Linked DNA regions of Gossypium arboreum: region 2 is linked to region 1. A link is a contact called in public Hi-C data. All regions are on one chromosome and are shown on one strand. Each heading gives the region's core, a stretch centred on a gene start, on an enhancer-like site or on the middle of the called end of the contact. The rest is flanking DNA. Distances are from core to core; before and after follow the strand shown. Region 1 holds the start of LOC108464583. Region 2 holds the start of LOC108450779 (2-methylpropanoate--CoA ligase CCL4-like).

Region 1 (3,523 bases), core at 694-3,193:
GTTAATCGAGGACTTAGAGAATGGACCTAACAAGACAGTGACAAGATCGAGGATCGCGGGCAGTTAAAGTCATACACATAGGAAGAGGGTACCATTAGAGGCTTCGCCTTAAGAACAATAACAACGAAGCCAGATAACATCCCTAAAATCTAGATTTTTAGGATAGTTGGCCCTTACCTAAATTTCAAGAGTTATTTTGTAAACAAATAGTTTGTATAGTGACAAAAACCTTGTGAGACCAAGCTTTTGGATAAGCTTGAGGCTTTTGTTGTAAGAAGCATTATTGTTTCAATATAGTTTGTTTTATAACAGTTAGTCGATAGAATTTAGGATAAGTTAATCAAGTCATACTTGGATCTGGCAAATGGGTCGGGTTAGGGGTGTTACAGTTTAGGTACCGGTTAAATGTCCCAAAAAAATACAAAATATGTACAAATTGCCAAGTTCAGGTGCCATTGTATATATGCCCTTAGAATGTTTTAAAGTTTAAAGATCAATTTAGAATGAAAGTATAATTTAATGATGTCTAATGCAATTAACTCTTCAACTTATGGGTAAACTACACTATTAGTCACTAAACTATGGGTAAATTTTCATTTTGGTCACTTAACTAAAGAAAGTTACAATTTGATCATTGAACTATTCGAAAGTTTTTATTTAAGTCACTAGATTATTTTTTTTTTCAAAAAAGTTTCGCCAGCGAGCTCCAAGCGACGATTCGATGATTGATATAGTGGATCAGTACCTATCGACGAGTAGCACATACCTTAGATCCAAGTTGATTTGATGGTCAATGTCAAAGATTAAAGAAAAAAAGTTATTTGAATTTTAGTTCGCAAATTGTGGCTTCCAAAATTGTTTCATAAAAAAAAAACAAATTGAACTATAAAAGAGAAGAGGAAAAAGAGCTTTCTATTGGTGCAGATAGTATGAACAAAAAAAAATCATATAACATTGATTTTAATAGTATAGTGATTTAAATGAAAACTTTTGAATAGTCCAGTGATCAAATTATAACCTTTTTTATTAAGTGACCAAAATAAAAACTTACCTATAATTTAATGATTAATAGCATAGTTTATTCTTTTCAAGTTATTAGTAACATATGAACAAGCAAGTGGATCTTGTTATTTGTCTCGTGAGCAGGTGGTATGGAAAATGGAAAAACAGTAAAATTAGTTAGTTGCTCACTGCGTGGGACGCTATGCGATGCGGTCCAGACAAACACCACACGACACAACCGCATATTATCTCAAGTTCGCACCGCCCACTAAATTAGCAAATAATCAAATAAAAATTTTCTTATTTTTACTTTTGTTTTCTTTTTTAATTTTAATTAGAAAAATACTCCACGATATTCTTTTTAAGACCAAAAAGAAAGATGACCCCACATCCTCACCCATTGGAGGCAGCTATCACGCATCGCCCTTTTACCTGTTCTTTTTCCTTTTAGGAAAATTAAAATTTCAAAATTTTTCACATTTTCAAAAAATTTAATTAATAAAATTTTAAAAATATTTGTTGTTTTTAATTTATATGTTTTGAAAATACAACACTTGGCTAAGAATCAAGTTATCAACATCTATACTTATCTTAAGCTTTTAATCCAATTGGTGTATGTACATACTCCGATAAAAAAAATACTAATGTATATAACTAAATTGAAAAATTATTAAAATATTTCTATTTAAAAATAAATTATATTATTATAAAAATATGTTTTTAGTAATAATTTTAATAATGTTTTAATTACGAGTTGATAATAAACCAAAATTTGAACCTAACATTATTATTGTATTTTGAACTTGGATGAAATATGATATTAACAAATAAATAAAAAATGAAAGAAATTGGACTTTATTGTGACATTGACACCCACCTGGCGATCCATGAGAGCTGACAAGGCTCCAAAGTCCAAAGGGATCTTCCACGCGCCAACACTACGGCTCCACCCGTCCCCCCTTCATTCTCTCTCTTTCTTTTATTTTAAATTTTTATTTCTCTTCTTTTTCCATTTTTATATCCCAAAAAAGCCGCCACGAATGCTTAACGCTTCTCCAGTTTTTCTACACGGAAATCTAAAGTACCCCTACATATCTGATCCCGCGATTCTCTGATTTAGCATTTCCTTTCCTTTTCTATTCTTTTTTTTTTTAAATATAAATAAGAGATCTTTAGAGTATAGGAGGCTTTTTCTTCCAAGTTCTTTTGCATTTATTTATTTTTCTTTCTCTTTTGTTGATCGCATGAATTTGGGAAAGGACATTATTGGAGTGGAAATTTGAATTTTGATTAGTCAACATGGTTACTGGAAACTTATTTCATTCTAAAAAGAATTCATGGCCGCCTGAAGAATATGTCAGCCGTAATACTTTACAATTGGTCAGTTTTTTGTTTTGCCTCTTTTTTTTTCCTTAATATTAACGGGAATAACTTTGTTGATTATGGCGTTCTTTTTTTATAAGTTGATTTCGTTCTGTTTGGTTCCTGAGAAAATGTGTAAAAGCGGAGGAAAAAAAATAGTATTAGTCTAAAAGTTAAGAGGAGCAAGGTTGTTTTTCCACAGAATTAGTTCTATCCTAAAGTAATAAGGTTTCAAATTCATTTTGTAGGAAATTTGAACTATTTATTTTGTATATTTTCTGCCTCTTATTTAATTAAATCATTGCGCGTGATTTTGTAGATAGCATATAAGGCATGCCTTAGGAACTATTTAATTAATTTTTTACTTAAATATTTGGAAATGATCCTTTTTCTTTGTATTTACCATTACTGAGAGCTTGCCTGCGAGCTTGCGTCTCGTCAAAATTCAGGAAAAAAAAAAAAAGGATCGCTGGCCTGATACGATTCATGCCATACATACGATTAGTTGATTTTTGCGGCTGGTGTCTGGTCAAAAACCTGTAAATTGTTTGAAGTAAGAAAAAACGTTTTGAACTTGATGCCACTTAGAATCATTTCAGTATTCGTTTCAACTGTAGGGAAGAGATTGATAGTGATTCGTCTCAAATTAATGGAGTTGGGTCTTCATGATATTATTTCATATCTGATAATCTTAAATCAGCAATATGACAATATTCCGTCTGCATACATATGACTGAATAAAAGGACTAAAAGTGACATTTTGATTTAATTTTGGGTTTCACTGCCACATTTCTTTTATATGAGAACTATTCTATTTGACATGATAATCGTGGTTTCTTTTTTTCAGATTAATTTAAGCTTTCTTCTGTACTGATTTTAGTGATTTTTTGGTTTGGTTCTCTATAGTTTAATTTTGATAGTGCTGCCCCACCAAAACAAGCTTGGAGAAGAAGGTTAAACAGCCATGCTAATATTCTTAAAGAATTCAGTGTTACATTTATGGAAGCAATACAGATGGTAAGTGATAGAAGACCCTGCTTGACTGATTCCAGATAAGAGATAACTAATTCTGTATAGCAAGTATGCTTGATATCCTGTGCTGGTTACCTTGGTCTGGTAATTTTGAAATCTTAGGTGCGATTAGGCATACGTCTATGGT
Region 2 (3,414 bases), core at 320-2,819, 640 kb before region 1:
GTGGAAAATCACAATCTTTTTATGTTTCAAGGTGCGTCTTGGAGCAGCAATGACACTATTAAGGTCTCATATAGCTGGGCCAAATAGTTTATGATGATAGCTAAGGGTCCAATGAATTTGATTTAGGCTTTGACTTCGTGCTCCAATTTGCCTGAAAACTGGGTTTACTTGAATACTGATGGTTTCGTTAGGCTTGAGGATGGTTCTGCTTCAGTAGGATGAATTGTGCGAGACCGAAATGAGAAGTGGATCTTTGGCTTTAACAGATTCTTCGGGAGTTGTTCAGTGTTCGAGGCTGAATTGTGAGGCATCTTAGATGGCTTAGGCATCTTAGTTGATCGAGGATATGATAATATAATGGTTCAGACAGATAGCCTTGAAGTGGCCAATACCTTAAAGGAGGGATTTACAGGAGGGTCTAACTTTGCTTTGATTAGGAGGATTATTCAGTTGTTTTCTCGAATTCAACATTAGAGTATTTGCCATTTCCTTAGAGAAGAGAACTAAGAAGCTAATTGACTGTTCAAATTGGTTCACTTGGATAGTCAATGATTACAAGTTTTTGAAGTCTCCCGTTTGAGGGATTGCGTTTTGTAATGTAATTTGTTTTTTTTAATTCTTCTTTATCACAAAATATATATAATTTTTCAATTTTATGTAGCTATTATTAAATGTGATACACAAATGTATATTATTGTAAATATGTAAACTAATTATAGTAAATGTATATTAAGTAATTATGATTAATTATATTATGTGAACTAATTATGGTTAATATATATTAATTGATTATGGTGAATTTATATTAGATAAACAAATTATGGTAAAACTATATCAAGTAATTAACTATTTACTAAATATGTTTAAACATTAATGTAGGTTCTAACTAATAATACATATTAACTTAATTATGGTAAATATTATGCATAATAGTGGGTCCTATTACTATTTTAATATCAAAATTAATGATGTGTCAACCAACTACAGATGTCATTTGTTATCATTTTAGATATGCCATGTAGGATATTTTCCTCCTTTGCTTCAATATCTTACTTTCAAAGAATGGTCCAATTATGAATTCTATCCTTTTATTTTATTAAAATTAATAAGTTAGTCCCACTATTTTAATTTGTCAAAATTTGAGCTTTGTACTTTACGAAAACTAAAAAATTAGTCTAGTTGTTGGTAAATACATGAAGTTGAACCACTATTTTTTTGCTAATTTGCTCGATATAGATTGTTGAATTATTGATTTTAATTATTTTGTGCATATGAATTACAAAAATAGATGATTTTAAGATTAACAATTCAAAGGCAATGTGTAATAGTGTTACCTAATGAGACTAAATTATTAGTTTTTGTAAAGCAAATTAAAATATAAGAATTAAGTCAACAACCTCTTAACCCAATGGAAAAAATATTATGTTATAAATATAAGAGTTTAGGCTTGATCTGAAGTAACCTCATTCCCCTTATGTAATTATATAAAAAGAGGGCTAAAATGTCAATTTCAGTAAAATAGAGGGATGCATTCATGATTAGACATTTTCAATCACTGATAAGCTATACAAATACCGAGATCCTTTGACTTCGAGACTCACTTTAGAACACCACACAGGAGGAGCTTTAATTAGTCGCCTGTTTCTTCCCTTGTTTTTCTGTTTGAACAATCAAATCTAATCTGTGTTCCGTTTATGTTGTTCAAAATTTAATTTGTGTTTACTTGTAACTATTGAATCTCTATCGTTACACACCCACAAAACGCACCTCTAAAAGGTTATAAGGAAAAAAAAAAAAACCAAACCACCTGCGTTTCAAGGAGGAAAATTAATGGAAGAGCTAAAGTCAAGGCCCACAAATTCTTCCCCTCTCACCCCACTAGGCTTCTTAGACAGAGCAGCCACAGTGTACGGTGATTGCACCTCCATCATCTACAATAATACTTCCTACACTTGGTCTGAAACCCACCGGCGATGTCTCCAGTTAGCTTCTTCCCTCTCCTCTACCGGCATCAAAACCGGCCACGTCGTTTCCGTTTTAGCCCCCAACATCCCAGCAATGTACGAGCTTCATTTCGCTGTTCCCATGTCTGGTGCTGTCCTAAACAGCATCAACACCCGCCTTGATGCCCGCACTGTCTCCATCCTCCTATGTCACGGTGAATCAAAGCTCCTCTTTGTCGATACCCTTTCTCAGTCTCTGGCCTTGGAAGCCATCTCTTTGTTTCCTCCCAACGAAACCCCCCCACTTCTGGTCTTAATCAAAGATGATGAGGATGATGGTGTGAGTTCCACACTTGACTCTCGCTTCTGTTGCACGTATGAGAGTCTGGTGGTGAAAGGCAACCCTGGTTTCAAGTGGATTCGGCCTGAAAGTGAGTGGAATCCGATTGTTTTGAACTATACATCAGGTACCACCTCGTCTCCTAAAGGAGTGGTTCATTGCCACAGGGCAGTTTTCACCATCACCGTTGATTCTTTAATCGATTGGGAAGTTCCAAAACAACCTGTTTATTTATGGACACTCCCAATGTTTCATGCTAATGGGTGGAGTTTCACTTGGGGGATGGCTGCCGTCGGTGGAACTAATATTTGCGTTCGAAAATTCGACGCCCCAATCATCTATAATTTGATCAGAAAACATGGCGTCACTCATATGTGTGGAGCCCCCGTGGTGCTTAACATGTTATCAAATTCTCCTGAAACTAAACCACTCCAAAATCCAGTCCAAATCCTCACCGCTGGAGCTCCACCGCCAGCAGCGGTTCTTTCCAGGACCGAGTCACTCGGTTTCATAGTGAGTCACGGGTACGGGTTAACCGAAACGGGAGGACTGGTTGTTTCTTGTGCTTGGAAAAGGGAATGGAACAAGTTTCCATTGGCGGAGAGGGCGAGGCTGAAAGCGAGACAAGGAGTGAGAACTCTGACTGTGACGGAAGCGGACATAGTGGATCCCGAGTCAGGACTGAGTGTAAAGCGAGACGGGTCAAGCCTTGGGGAAATCGTTTTGAGAGGTCCTTCTATCATGTTGGGGTATCTAAAGGACCCAAATGCCACATCCAATTGCTTGAAAGAAGACGGCTGGTTTTACACCGGAGATGTTGGGGTGATCCACCCTGATGGATATATGGAAATCAAAGATCGTTCAAAGGATGTTATAATTAGCGGCGGGGAGAATCTGAGTAGTGTTGAAGTTGAATCCATTTTGTACACTCACCCAGCAATCAATGAAGCGGCGGTGGTGGCTAGGCCGGATGAGTATTGGGGAGAGACTCCTTGTGCTTTTGTGAGCTTGAAAGCTGAGTTAACTCGGAAACCCAGTGAGATTGAGATTATGGAGTACTGTAGAGCTAAGTTGCCACACTACATGGTGCCCAAAACGGTGGTGTTTAAGGATGAATTACCCAAGACTTCA

Evidence for each region. A called contact is a pair of places that touch in the nucleus more often than the background predicts.
Region 2: a Hi-C map of leaf shows a contact between it and region 1, with 2.2 times the contacts expected there. The contact joins the promoter of LOC108450779 here to the promoter of LOC108464583 in region 1. A contact is called at or near these places in 2 of 5 Hi-C or Micro-C datasets (both in leaf).

Annotation. Positions count from the first base shown.
Region 1 is chr10:53,290,607-53,294,129 of ASM2569848v2, reverse strand. It overlaps LOC108464583, which reads left to right and starts at 1,943. Exons shown (of 18, transcript XM_017764948.2): 1 at 1,943-2,382; 2 at 3,271-3,381; 3 at 3,499-3,523. The coding sequence starts at 2,302.
Region 2 is chr10:53,930,332-53,933,745 of ASM2569848v2, reverse strand. LOC108450779 (2-methylpropanoate--CoA ligase CCL4-like) reads left to right here and starts at 1,569. Exons shown (of 1, transcript XM_017748544.2): 1 at 1,569-3,414. The coding sequence starts at 1,831.